2 separate regions of the Sus scrofa genome follow, and region 2 is linked to region 1. A link is a contact called in public Hi-C data. All regions are on one chromosome and are shown on one strand. Each heading gives the region's core, a stretch centred on a gene start, on an enhancer-like site or on the middle of the called end of the contact. The rest is flanking DNA. Distances are from core to core; before and after follow the strand shown.

Evidence for each region. Hi-C and Micro-C count contacts between places; a contact is called where the count stands out from the background.
Region 2: a Hi-C map of skeletal muscle shows a contact between it and region 1, with 4 times the contacts expected there. The contact joins the promoter of METTL5 here to the promoter of BBS5 in region 1. A contact is called at or near these places in 1 of 5 promoter capture datasets (skeletal muscle), 1 of 47 Hi-C or Micro-C datasets (skeletal muscle) and 1 of 2 datasets of contacts at active chromatin or transcription factors (skeletal muscle).

The regions. Positions count from the first base shown.
Region 1 is chr15:75,849,532-75,856,247 of Sscrofa11.1, reverse strand. BBS5 (Bardet-Biedl syndrome 5 protein) reads right to left here and starts at 5,388. Exons shown (of 11, transcript XM_005671912.3): 1 at 3,958-5,388; 2 at 773-855. The coding sequence starts at 4,016. It overlaps LOC110257198 (a long non-coding RNA gene), which reads left to right and starts at 3,969. Exons shown (of 2, transcript XR_002339480.1): 1 at 3,969-4,123; 2 at 5,382-5,894.
Region 2 is chr15:76,107,099-76,113,795 of Sscrofa11.1, reverse strand. It overlaps METTL5 (methyltransferase-like protein 5), which reads left to right and starts at 5,434. Exons shown (of 6, transcript XM_005671924.3): 1 at 5,434-5,870. The coding sequence starts at 5,762.

The sequences.
Region 1 (6,716 bases), core at 4,139-6,638:
AATGCAATTAGTGTATTCGAATAGTTCTGAAATATCCTGAACCAATTAAAACTCTTTGTTTAACCCAATGTTTCTTCGACAAATTATAACCGTGAAATTATTTTGTTGAATAATCTATAGCCCTGTCATAGTCCTATCTCCCTATAAATCCCTAGAATATTTAAAATCAGAGAAACTAATCTGGAGTGAGAAACTAATGCTGGAGTGAGATAGAATAGGAAGCTCCAAATACAAAGAAAGGGGTTCTCAGGAAAAGAACCTTACGTGGTATATCTGACAAATAATGAGTCACCCAGCATGGCTAGTTGTAAAGTTCCCATAAAATCATAGTAGACTTAGACACTGCATCTATCAGTCAGGGGCAAACAGAAAAGACCTGGCTCACCTAAATTAGGATAATTGAGGTTTATTTACAGAAGGACCTATTACAGTGGCACTGGTAGAGTGTCAGGATCCACAAGTACAGCAGACCTGCTACCACCCCAGGCCAAGAGGGGCCAAAAGCCATGCTCCTCGCAAACAGTTATAGGAGGCAAAGTTGATGTCAGAACCAGGACTCACTGAAGACCCGAGTTCTGAAGGACAATCAATATTTTCCAGCTATAGGTTTAATATCCATCCTTTCTTCCAGTCTGAGAAAAGTCTTATGTGGATGTAACTCTCCCACTCTGACAGTTACATTTACATATAATGCTGTTTCATAACTCATTCTGCAGCTAATGTGATTTTACATTTGTAAATTAAACCAGAAATGTAAAAATACTATACTCACCTCTATCCCCATTATTTCCTTTGGTGTCTTCAATTGAGTCTAAACAATCAATAAGGACTTCTCCAGGTCTTGTTTTCATTTGTCTAAAATAAATATAAAGGCTTTCATTTTCTTTAGCTACAACTACATTTGCTTACAGTCTAGGGAGGGAGAGAAAAGACATATGTAGATAAAATAACCAACAGTATAAATGATACAAAATGCTCAAGCATTTGAAAACTATGGTTTTCAAGAGTCTGGAGAGAGTGGCGCCTGGAATAACCAGGGACATGCAAAGAAGCCAGAACTAAAGAAGAGGTAGGATTTGGAGAAATAAAAGAGAGAGGTGATTGAAGACCAGAAATAAGATATGATAAGGGAATGTGGGAAGACTGGACTGGCTGGGTTAAGAAGGTCCACACTGTGAAGTAGTGAAAAATGTAGCAGGCTTAAGTACAGAGGAACCAGAATATGGAGAACATAGAACGCCAGTCAGATAGGTAGGGGTCTTATCCTGCAGACAGTGGAGAAGTTGCAAAGGTTTCTGAGTAGAGGAGAGGGGTTGTGCAGTTATGGATGGAACAGATTAGAACAAAGCAACATTACAAATTGTAAACAATCAGATAAAGGAGATACAAGGACACAAAGAATGAAAAATAGGTTGCTAACTGACAGACTGTGTTCTAGAGTGTCAAAAAAAAAAAAAAAAAAAAGAGGAGTTCCCGTCATGGCGCAGTGGTTAACGAATCCGACTAGGAACCATGAGGTTGCGGGTTCGGTCCCTGCCCTTGCTCAGTGGGTTAATGATCCGGCGTTGCCGTGAGCTGTGGTGTAGGCTGCAGACGCGGCTCGGATCCCGCGTTGCTGTGGCTCTGGCGTAGGCCGGTGGCTACAGCTCCGATTAGACCCCTAGCCTGGGAACCTCCACATGCTGCGGGAGCGGCCCAAGAAATAGCAATAAGACAAAAAAAAAAAAAAAGAAAGAAAAACCTAGCAGAACATGTGGTAGAGCCTTCTAACACATTCTCAATAAAGCCAACTCGATTACCTATTGAAAATTCAGACATGATCATATCACTTCCTTGCTTAAAATCTTCCAAGTCATCCCACTGTTTATTTATTTATTTATTTTTTTAGTTTATAAAACTTTCAATCCTAGAAAACTAAAATGGGGAGACCTCAAAATTGTAACATACATAAAAGGAGAGCTAATCACAAATGGAGCTACCCCAAACATTTCCCCAATGACTAAGCCACAAAATGACAACTTAGGAGATGTTAATATATAGTTTTTCTTCTGGTTATCTATCTATCTATCTATCTATATATAAATTAAATTACTTTCTATTCAATTACCACCATTTCTTTCTTTTTACCTTTCCCCTAATTTTTTCTAGCAACATTTTTCCTTTGGTTTGACCAGTTGAACTCAAAAGGTTTGGAACCTAAAGTGAGTATCAACTGATTGTTGGAAAAGCACTTAGGAAATGGAATCCTAGAAACATCCCACTGTTTAGAATTAAGACCGAAATCCTCAACTGAATACCTCACAAGCCAGCTAGTTTACCTTTCTATCTGCACCTCCTTCCTCTACCTGCCAGACCCTGCCTTCCAACCAGTGAGATTTAGAACTCCAAGAGTCTGCATCTAATTTTTTTGTTCCTTTCTTTTCTTTTTTATTTTTTAATACTCTCCTATCTAACTGGCAAGGCTCTGCCCATGTGTCAGGGCTCAACTCAAATATTATTTTTTCTTTGAGGTCTTCCCTAGGTAAAATAAACTTTTCTGTATCTATGGTCCTCTAGCTTTTTGCTTTTTCCAGGACAGTATTTACCACATTATTATAGTTAGTTTTCTCTGTGTATATCCTGCATTAGAATGGGAAAGAAAAGGTATCATTTCCTATTATTTTTGCATCTTTAGCTGTCAGCACAGTAACTGGCACACAGTAAGCATTTGATAAATGTTTAATAAACTGAAAAAGTTCATGAACTGGACCTTTGCTCAAGAATGCTTCAAGGAGTTCCCATCATGGCTCAGCAGAAACGAATCTGACTGGTATCCATGAGGACACAGGTTGATCCCTGGCCTCACTCAGTGGGTTAAGGATCCATCATTGCCATGAGTTGTGGTGTAGGCTGTGGCTTCAGTTCTGAGTGGACCCCTAGCCTGGGAACCTCCATATGCCAAGGGTGCAGCCCTAAAAAGACTAAAGATAGGGAAAAGGAAAAAAAAAAAAAAAAAAACCACTTCAAGAAAAGCAGAAAAAGTCATAGAATGTGTGCAATATGTAACTGTGGCTTACAACTTTGTAAATTTTCCTTTCCTCACAACTTCTTTAAGGATATAAGACCATGTATTAGATGTCTAGCCACAGCTAACCCTGGGAAATTAATATTTCATTTTCCATCTAATAAAGTTCTGTTCATAATAAAGATTAATGAGAAGAAGCTAAAAAGTGCCATACCTTGACCCAAGCACCTTAGCTTTACTGTTTTCCAGCACCTAGAATGGTCATTTTTTTCCCCGGACCTTGGACAGAAGGTTTCTAACTATTATCTCTTTAAAACGTGAAAATTTCCAAAAGCAGGACTTCTGTTTGAGAGGCTCCAAAAGGAGGCTCCTTCCTCTCGTGGGTGATTTGGATGAATAACTAGATATATGCTTATAATGGAAATAAGGTTTCCATGACTAGGAATTTTGGAGAATGTTATTCCCACTTGCCTCGTTTTCACAGGGAGACTTATGCTTAGAACGGTCAAGTCATTTTTCTAAGGACCCACAATGTGTGTCTCTATTCTAAACCTAGTTTCAGAACCCTAGTTTCCTGAGTCCCTCCTTCCACCACGCGACACCGGCACCCCAAGCTCACTGGGGTGTGCTGGACGCACAAGCCTTAGGTGGTCCCTGCTGTGTCTGGGTTCACCTTCCTGACAGGTCCCCCGTGGCCAAGACTGGGCCGGAGATCTCACGAGGCGGAAACCGGGTACAATTCTAGGCGTGCTCCGGCCGTGGCGCCAGCCTCGGGAGGGCCGCAGGGCCCCAGCCAGTCTCTGGTATCCCGAGATGAGGACAGCTGGCGCCAACCTCTTCCCACCCTCGCGAGGAGAGCGGTGGGGGTCTCAGGCTCCGCCCGCGAGTCTAGAAACCGCGCGCAGCGGCGCCCTCTACAGGTCCCAGGCCTCTGGGGAATCTTGGCGACTCACTGTGCGGACACATCGAAGCGGACATCCCGGTCCTCCCAAAGCGCGTCCAACACCGACATGATGTCCGCAGAGGTGGAGGCCGAGCGGCGTCTCGCCGGTACCAAGGCAACGGAGCCACCTCGGTCACGACGTCTACGGGGGGTGCCGAGGCCCAAAATTCCTCCAGGTAGTCTGCGCGCTTTCCGGCCCTAGTCGACTGGTAAAGCCGATTTGAGGCTTTCGGCAAGATTGTGCGACTCAGGGAAGCGTAGCTGGCCAGCTCTCAGGAGCGGGTGCTTGACTTATGAGCGACCTTCCTCGCCTCCTGGCACGCCTCCTTATGCTGCCCCACTCATTCCCTACATCTCTCCTTGCTGCTAAGATTTAGACTTAAAACTAAATTCCTCAACTGGCCCAGCCCACCTTTTGGAGTCCTCGCGCCTTTTGCCCACTCTCCACCCCGGCTGGACTCAGAGGCCTCTTTCTCTGTCTGGAACTCTTGTTTCTCCAGATCTCTGCATGGCGGTCCTTTATCACTCAAGTCTCCCCTCAGAAGTGAACTGAAGCGGTCGTTAAGCTTTCTTCTACTAAGTGCCCCGAGGACGGGGCCTGCTGGAGCTAGTTCCCTTCGAGCAGAGCCCAGCACAGAGTAGGCACTCAATGAGTACTTTTTGAATGAATCAAAGTGCCGTCCTTTCCTCAGCTTGGGACACTTTAAACCAGTGGTTCCAGGTGTGATCCGAGAATTCCAGGAGGTCCTCAAGATCCTTGCAGGGTGCTGACAAGGTCACAGTGTATTCATAATAACATTATTTGCCTTTTTAACTCTCAATCTTTGCATATACAATACAGAGGAGTTTTTCAGAGGCCATATGATGTGGAATTGATTGTGGAAGAGAAATGAGAAGACAGCTGTCTTAACAGTAAGCTGGACATTAGAAAGATTTGCAAAAATGTAAAGCAATCTTACTCTCCTCACAGATTTTTTGAAAAATATGTGAAAATATAACATGTTCATTTATAGTGAGGTTATTTTTACTTTTTAATGAATTCGGTGAATTTTTAAATAGCTCAATAGATATCAGTAGGTATAGCCTATATAAACAAAAGCTCTTTCAGCATGAAGGGGTCCTGAGATAAAAAGCTTGATAATTGCAGCTTTAATTTCTCTGGTGCTCCTGTGTATCAGTCTCTGTGCCAAAGATGGGATACTACTAATATGAAAGGCATGAGGAGTTTTTCTCAGGTTGAAGAGTGTAACTGAGACAAAGGAACATGTGGTGGACACATACTAAAGTGGCCCCCAGTGAGTCATGCCCTTGTATAGTCCCCTGCCCTTGGATGTGAGCAGAACCTGTGACTTGCATCTAGCCAATAATATATAAAAAGGATGATGGGATGTAAAAGTGATGGAATATCCTTCCCTCCTTTATACTATGTTATAGAAGACTGGATCTCAGCTGACTGAGCAAGAGAGACTCTCTTGTTTTCCTTGAAGAAGCCAGCTGCTGTGAGACCTCCTTTACTCCAGTGGCCTCATGTTGTATAGGTGCAAGGACCTGAAATCTGCCAACAACCTGAATGAGGTTGGAACCAGATCTTTTCCCCATTAAAACTTCTGATGAAGCTTTAGCCCCAGGAAATATCTGGATTGCAGCCAGTTTGTATCCCTAAGCAAAAAACCCAGGTAAGTCATGCTTGGATTTCTGATCTATAGAAACGCAGATAAAAAATGTCTGTTGTTTTAAGATGTGGTCATTTGTTAAATACTGCAATAGAAAACTAAGATGAGCATTCCTGCTGTGGTGCAACTGGATAGGCAGTGTCTTTGGAGCGCTTGGATGCAGGTTTGATCCTTAGCTGGGATCAAAGGTCCTGGCCTTGCCCCGTTTATGACTTGGATCTGATCCCTGGCCAGAGAAGTCCATATGCTGCAATATGACAAAAAAAAAAAAAAAGAAATAAAAAAAATCTAAGACAGATATTGGTATCAGGAGTGTTGTGCTACTTTAACAAACGGCAGAGGTTATTAAATCCAGCAAAATTCTACTGGTAGGAAGCAGGCTGATAAAGTTACCTGCAAACATATACTACATTTCATGAAAAAGGAAAGATGGGGAGTTCACACTGTGCCTCATTGGTAATGAACCCTACTAGTATCAATGAGGATGCAGGTTCAATCCCTGGCCTCGCTCAGTGGGTTAAAGATCTAGTATTACCTTAAGCTGCAGCATAAGTCACAGATGCGACTCAGATCCAGTCTTGCCATGGCTGTGGTGTGGGCTTCAGCTGCAGCTCTGATTTGACCCCTAGCCCATGAACTTCCATATGTTGCAGGTGCAACCCGAAAAAGGGAAAAAAAAAAAAAAAAAGAAAGAAAGAAAGAAAAGAAAAAGGAAAGATGATTCTGAGGAAAGAAGCAAGAGCCTAGAGGGCATAGCTAAGAGCCATGAAAGATTAATTCCCAGATCTTAAAATTTAATAAAAGTCCAACATTTGCCAGAATGGATGTCAGAATTTTTATATGCCAGTGACTCATTTGTACCTTCCATTTCCCCACTTTTTAACTGGAATGTCTCTAATGTTGTCCTGTGTCTGTCCCACCATTGAATGATGGGAATGTTGGGATCATCAGTCTCTTTAGTTTCACAGGTCATCAAGGGGCATCGTGCTTCAAGGAACTGCTCTTAATACAGTCAGGAGCCTCATTTGCTCAGATATAAATGATTTAGATGATGAAATCTTGGCGTCTGAGCTGATGCTATAATGTGATGAGAGGG
Region 2 (6,697 bases), core at 4,185-6,684, 260 kb before region 1:
AGAAAGAAAGAAAGCAAGCAAGCAAGCAAGAAAGTAAGAAAGCAAGAAAGAAAGGAAGGAAGGAAGGAAGAAAGGAAGAAAAAGAAATGGAGTCGCCGTCCTAGCACAGTGGTTAACGAATCTGACTAGGAACCATGAGGTTGCGGGTTCGATCCCTGCCCTTGCTCAGTGGGTTAAGGATCCAGTGTTGCCGTGAGCTGTGGTGTGGGTCGCAGACACGGCTCAGATCCCATGTTGCTGTGGCTCTGGCCTAGGCCTGTGCTACAGCTCCGATTGGACCCCTAGCCTGGGAACCTCCATATGTCGTGGGAGCGGCTCTAGAAAAAGCAAAAAGACAAAAAAAAAAAAAAAAAAAAAAAAAAAAAAGGAAGGAAGGAAGGGAGAAAGGAAGAAAGAGAACATGGAAAACTTTCAACAATAATCACTCTATTCCAGCCAAACACCACAGAAAACACAGTGGTACCACCCACATCCACACTAGTAAAGGCTGAGTGGGGAGCCTAGACTTTTATTTTCTTGGGGTTGTGCCAAGGTGTCCACTCCTCCCAACTCCATAGTCAGTAGAGAACCCATAGGGATCCTATACTCCATCCTTTTCTGACAATAATAAGAAATATAACATGGGATATGACTATAAATCCTGAAGTATAAATTAAAACCACACTGAGATATCACTATGTTTCTATCCGAATGGCTAAAATGAAAAATAGTAGTAACATCACATGCTGGCTAGGATGCAGAGAAATTGGATCACTCATATATTATTTGTGGGAATGTAAAATGGTATAGCCACTCTGGAAAACAATTTCACAGTTTCTTAAAAAATTAAACAATTGCACAACCAGGTACTTATTCCAGAGAAATGAAAATTTATGTTCACACAAAAACTGTACACAAGTTTCCATAGCAACTTTACTTGCAGTAGAGAAAAGCTTGAAGCAACCCAGATGTTCTTCAATGGGTGAACATTTAAACAAATTGTGGTACAGCCATACCATGAAATAAAAAGGAAATTTTTTTTTCTTTAGGGCCACACCTGAGGCGCATGAAAGTTCCCAGGCTAGGGATCAAATTGGAGCTATGACTCCCAGCCTACACCAGAGTCACAGCAACAGGACCCAAGCCACATGTGCAATCTAGCCACAACTTGTAGCAAAGTTGGATACTTAACTGAGAAAGGCCAGGGATGGAACCCACATCCGCATGGATACTAGTTGGGATCTTAACACACAACTGAACTCCAAAAATGGAACAAACTATTGATAAACACATCAACTTGGAACTATCTTCAGAAAATTATGCTGAGTCAAAAAAAAGCAAGTGCTGGAGTTCCAGCTGTGACACAGTGAGTTAAGAATCCCACTGCAGCAGCTCCAGTAGCTGCAAAGGTAGGGGTTCAATCCGTAGCCCCAGGCAGGGGGGTTAAATGATCTGGTGTTTGCTGTAGATGCTGTGGCTCAGATTCAGTCCCCGGCCTGGGAACTTTGATATGCCTCAGGTGTGGCCATTAAAAAAGAGGGAGGAGTAGTTCACAGATTTGGCTCAGATCTGGTGTTGCTGTGGCTGTGGAGTAGGCTCCAGCTGCAGCTCCAATCTGACCCCTAGCTGGAGAATTTCCATATGTTGCAGGTGCAACCAAAAAAAATAAAATTAAATTAAAAATAAAATTAAAAAAAGAAAAAAAGCCAGTGCCAAAAGTTTACATACAGTATGACTCCATTTATATAAAATTATTTGAAATGACAAGATTCTAAAAATGAGAACAGATTAGTAGTTGCTAGAGTTTCGAGTGGCTAAACAGGGAGTAGGGGGCAGCATGAAGTGGGTGTGGCTACCAAAGTGCAAAGGAAAGGACCTTCCTGGTGATGGAAATGCTGTCTCCCCCTCCTTTTTTTGGCCATATTCACTGTCATGCATAAGTTTCTGGGTCAGGGATCAAACCTGAGCCACAGCAGCAACCCAAGACACAGCAATGACAATGCCAGATCCTTAACCAGCTGATCCACCAGGCAACTCCCAGAAATGCTGTCTCTTGACTATCTGTCAATATCCTGGTTGTGATACTGTACTACAGTTTGGCACAATGTTATTGCTAGGGGAAACTGAGTAAAAGATAAACAGGATTTCTATGTGCTTTTTTTATGATTCCATATGAATCTACTAGTTATTAAATGAAAACTTAAAAAAAAATAGGGGAAAAAAAAACACCTTTAGCTAAGCTGGGTCAATTGTCCTTCCCTATATCCAGCTAGTCTGGATGATCCATTCAGCTCAAACTACTTATTCTAGCTCTTCCCTCTCAATAGATACCACCACCATCACTGCCACCAAGTATCTGCATTTGTTATATGACAAAGAACTTTATGTACTTACTTTACGTGCTAAGAACTTTACTTGTGTGAACTCATTTAATCCTCATAACAGATAACTTTGAATTCTACTCTTCATAGGAAGGAGCAGCCTCAGACACCACTTCTCTACTTCATCCTCATCCATCCACTCCTATTCATCTTCCTTTCATAATGAAAAGAAGGATCCATTCCCCAAATTAAGGGCAAGTCCTTTCACTTGAAACACTGAATCCTTCCTTCTTATGATCCTAACTCCACCTGATATCCTTTTCCTTGCGTTTTAAACTCCTGCCTTTCTACTACCTCTACTCTGTCTGAATTTAGGTAAGTCTACGAATCCTCCTATCAATTAAAAAATAAGAAGTGGAGTTCCCATTGTGGCAGAGCATGTTAAGAACCCATCTAGTATCCATGAGGACATGGGTTTGATCCCTGGCCTTGATCAGCAGGTTAAGGATCCAGTGTTGCTGTGAGCTGTGGTGTAGGTTGCAGAGGAAGCTTGGATCTGGCATTGCTGTGGCGGTGGTGCAGGCTGGCAGCTGCAGCTCTGATTTGACCCCTAGCCTTCCATAGGCCACAGGTGGGGCCCTAAAAAGAAAAAAAAAAAATTTATTAAAAAATAAAAAGCTTCCCCCAACCTTACTAAACATAAACCACTCTCACCCCTCTTTTAGTGGCTGCTTTTCTTAAGAATTGTTCACATTTACTTTTTCTACTTCTTTGACTTTTGAAACCAAGCAGAGCCCTCTGGGGCTCCTGGGCACTAAAGACTTTCTGTGTCCCCCATTTCTTATTTTTAGGAAATAGACCTCATTCAGCCTCCATGACTTTCCCAGAATTGCAAAGGGCAGATTCAAATAGCTGCTTATCAGGGAAGGGGGTGGATCAGAAACAAAAAATGAGCAGTCCAGGAAAAATAGTGTAGCCTTGGGCAGGGTCCTGGTTCTCCCTCAAGGACTATACATAACGCCATATTTGAGTTCTTCAGAATTAACCCCCCTCCCCTCAACAAATGAAAGATGTTAACTACTTGATGAAGCATTTTTCATTCGAGAGAGAAGGAAGACCACCAGAACCAGTCCTTGGGCTGCTAAACACCAGCTTTGAAGAATGCAAGCTTCCATCTACCCTAATCCTTACCTGTGGCCTTATTTTCCACTCCAAAACTTTAAGACCACCTCCTATACTCTCCCAGTGATGGGGGGTGGGGCACAGTCTGTGCCCTGCTGTGATCTTTGCCTGACAAAGCAATACAAGCTTTTTTTTTCTCCTTCACCCCACACTCTGTCTCAACATTTCTATTCCACACCAGTGGACACGTATCCCAAACGCAGCCTCTGTACACTGCACCAACTAGGTTTCAGAGGTTTGGGTGAAGCAGAAAGAATAGCTTCATTGCTTTGCCAAGCAAAGGAGGCCACAGCAGGCTAACTCCTCAAATCTGTGTCTTGCCTTGAGAGAGGATAGCAAGGGGTTTTACAGGTTTAGCTCAGGGAGTTCCCTTGAAGGCTCAGTGGTTAATGAACCTAAGATCCACGAGGTTGTGGGTTTGATCTCTGGCCTCGCTCATCGGATTAAGGAGCTGCCACTGCTGTGAGCTGGAGTTTAGGTCCCAGACTCCGCTTGAATCCAGCGTTACTGTGGTTGTGGCATAGGCCAGCAGCTGTAGCTCTGATTTGAGCCCTAGCCTGGGAACTTGCATATCCCGAGGGCGTGGCCCTAAAAAGCAAAAAATTTAAAAATTAAAAATATAGGTTTAACTCTGAAGACAGGGTTATTGATCAAGGTGTCTGCATTATTCTCCCTTCGTAGATCATTTCAGAGTCATAAAGGCCTGCATCAGATGGTCCGGTGATGGTTTTCTGGTTGTTTAGGGGTTATTGTTCCTTGACCTTTTCTCTGGAAAGACTATTGCTTACAGGGAGGGGTGTTAGGGAGGGTTCCAACTACAAAAGAAAACACTAGGTGCAATAAAACACTAGGTGCAATATAACTCTAGAAAATAAACATTAGTAAAAGAAAGCAGTTAAGCAAGCAAGAGATCATAGGTGAAAAGCCAGTTAGAGTAAGCTTGTGGGCCAAGGCAGGGCATAATATCACAGAGATTGTTTTAACTAGTTTTAGCTCTAACAATATTTTCTAATCATTAACTCTTGTGTCAGCCTTTTGAGACTGAGGGGAGGCCAGGAAGCCTAAAGGAAAAGTCTTTTACTTCAAAAGACAAAGACTTAGGAGCTTGTACATAGAGATAGAGGCAGAGCAAATTTCAGCAATGCTTACGCTTGGGTCCTCAATCCACTACAATTTGACTTCTGCTCCTACTCTGTGAAAGCCTAACTTTTTTTCCAGCGTTTGACACCATTTCCTACTCTCTCTCTCTTTTTTTTTTTTTTTTTTTTTGGTCTGCTTGTGGCCACACCTGCAGCACAAGGACGTTCCCAGGCTAGGGGTGGAATCAGAGCCACAGCTGCCGCCCTACGCCAGAGCTACAGCAATGCCTCTGGATCTTTAACCCACTGAGCCAGGCCAGGGATTGTACCCCCATCCTCATGGATCCTAGTTGGGTTTCTGATGAGCCACAAGGGAAACACCAACAACTTCCTATTCTTTAAATTCTCTTTTGTTTGGGCTTCTCTGACGTCACACCTTGTGAGAGTTGAGGTACGTGACACAAGTGACTTAAAAAGAGGGAAACAGAAGGAAAATGCAAACAGCAAAGGCTGCAAAGATGAGTGTGGGCTGCTACTTTTTGAGAGGGGCCTTGAGAGGCGGCAGAGCCGGCCACAGTGGGCATTAAAACAAAGTGACCATGACTCTCATCCTCACTTTCACTCTTTTCCTAACCCTCTTCCTTTGGGGACTCCAAGATACTCAAGGAAAAATGAGAAGGTAAGGCCCTCGCAACAGGCGGCGGGGCGGGGCCTGCGGAAAAGGCGAGCTCTGCCGGCGGCCCAAACAGCCCGACGAAGGAGGGGGAGGTGGCGCTTCCGGCCGGCGTAACCCTTGCGCAGGGCCGCGGATGCAGCTCGGGAGCAGGCGGCTCTACAGCGTTCGGGTGTGCGTGTGCGCATGCGTGTGCGCGTGCGTTGCTGCACTTCCGGCTGAGGCGAGCGCAACCTCTGGAAGTGTTGGGCCACCGCATGAGGAGCTCTCGCGTCTCTAAGGCAGTCAGTTATTCACTCCTGCCCGGTGTATCACCTGTATCCGTACGGGATACCCTGGAGCTGGCGCTGGGAAGAGAGCGGGAACCGCCTGGGCCTGGTGCACCTTTCGCGTCTTGCGTTCCCTGACTGGCTCTCATCCAGCTGCGCCGAAAGGGGCAAGGGATCAGAGTTGGGGAGAAGATCCAGGTGAAGTTTCTCTGCAGATCCAGCGCCGTTAAACCTTTCGAGCGCACAGTTTTTTTAAAAATGAAGAAATTAAGGCTTAAGGAACTAGAAAGTCGCCTGCAACAAGTGGATGGATTCGAAAAGCCCAAGCTACTTCTAGAACAGTATCCAACCAGGCCGCACATTGCAGGTAGGGCGGCTGATGTTCACGCCCTTGTTTCGCGGGTTAGTCCTGTCTGCTCATTTCGTAATGAAAATAGAACAGTTATTTGGATACCGGCAACGTCTAGAAAGACGTTGCTCTAAGATTACTTATTGCGTTAGAGAGGACTCGACACCGCGGCCAAAGACACGCACGTACAAGACACTATCGTTTTATTATCTGGTTTTCTGCATACCTCTTAACACTGTCAGACATCTTTTTAATGTATTTGTTAATCTAATTACACTTCGAACTCCTTGAGGGCGAAAATGTGCTGGTCTTGTTTACACAACTCCCAGTTAGAAGAGTTCCTTGAACTACTTGGGAGCTCAGTAAATTATTTGCTAAATAAGGATCAATTTCCTAGTGCAACACATTGCCAGCCCAAGGATTCCTTGCCCTAGAAATAAATACTACAGTTGGTAGCAGAAAGACTTGAGTTTTAACAATCCAGAATAGGTGCTATATAAAGATGAGGATGCATTTCAATTTTAACAAATGATCTGAAAATCAGCAGTATTGCTTGATGTGAGAGATTGATACTGGAAGTATAAAAATACAGAAAAAAACATTTGTATTTAATAAACATTACTGGAGTTCCCTTTGTGGAATAGCTTTGGCCTAACGGGATCATGGGATCATTGGTGGCTTTGGAGACAAAGGGATGTAGGTTGGATCCCTAGTGGGCACAGTGGGTTAAGGATATGGTGTTGTGGTGCAGCTGCTGGGTAGGTTGCAACTGGGGCTTGGATCTGATCCCTGGCTAGGGAACTCCACATGCCAGCAGGTGGCCAAAAACAGAAAAAAATAAATAA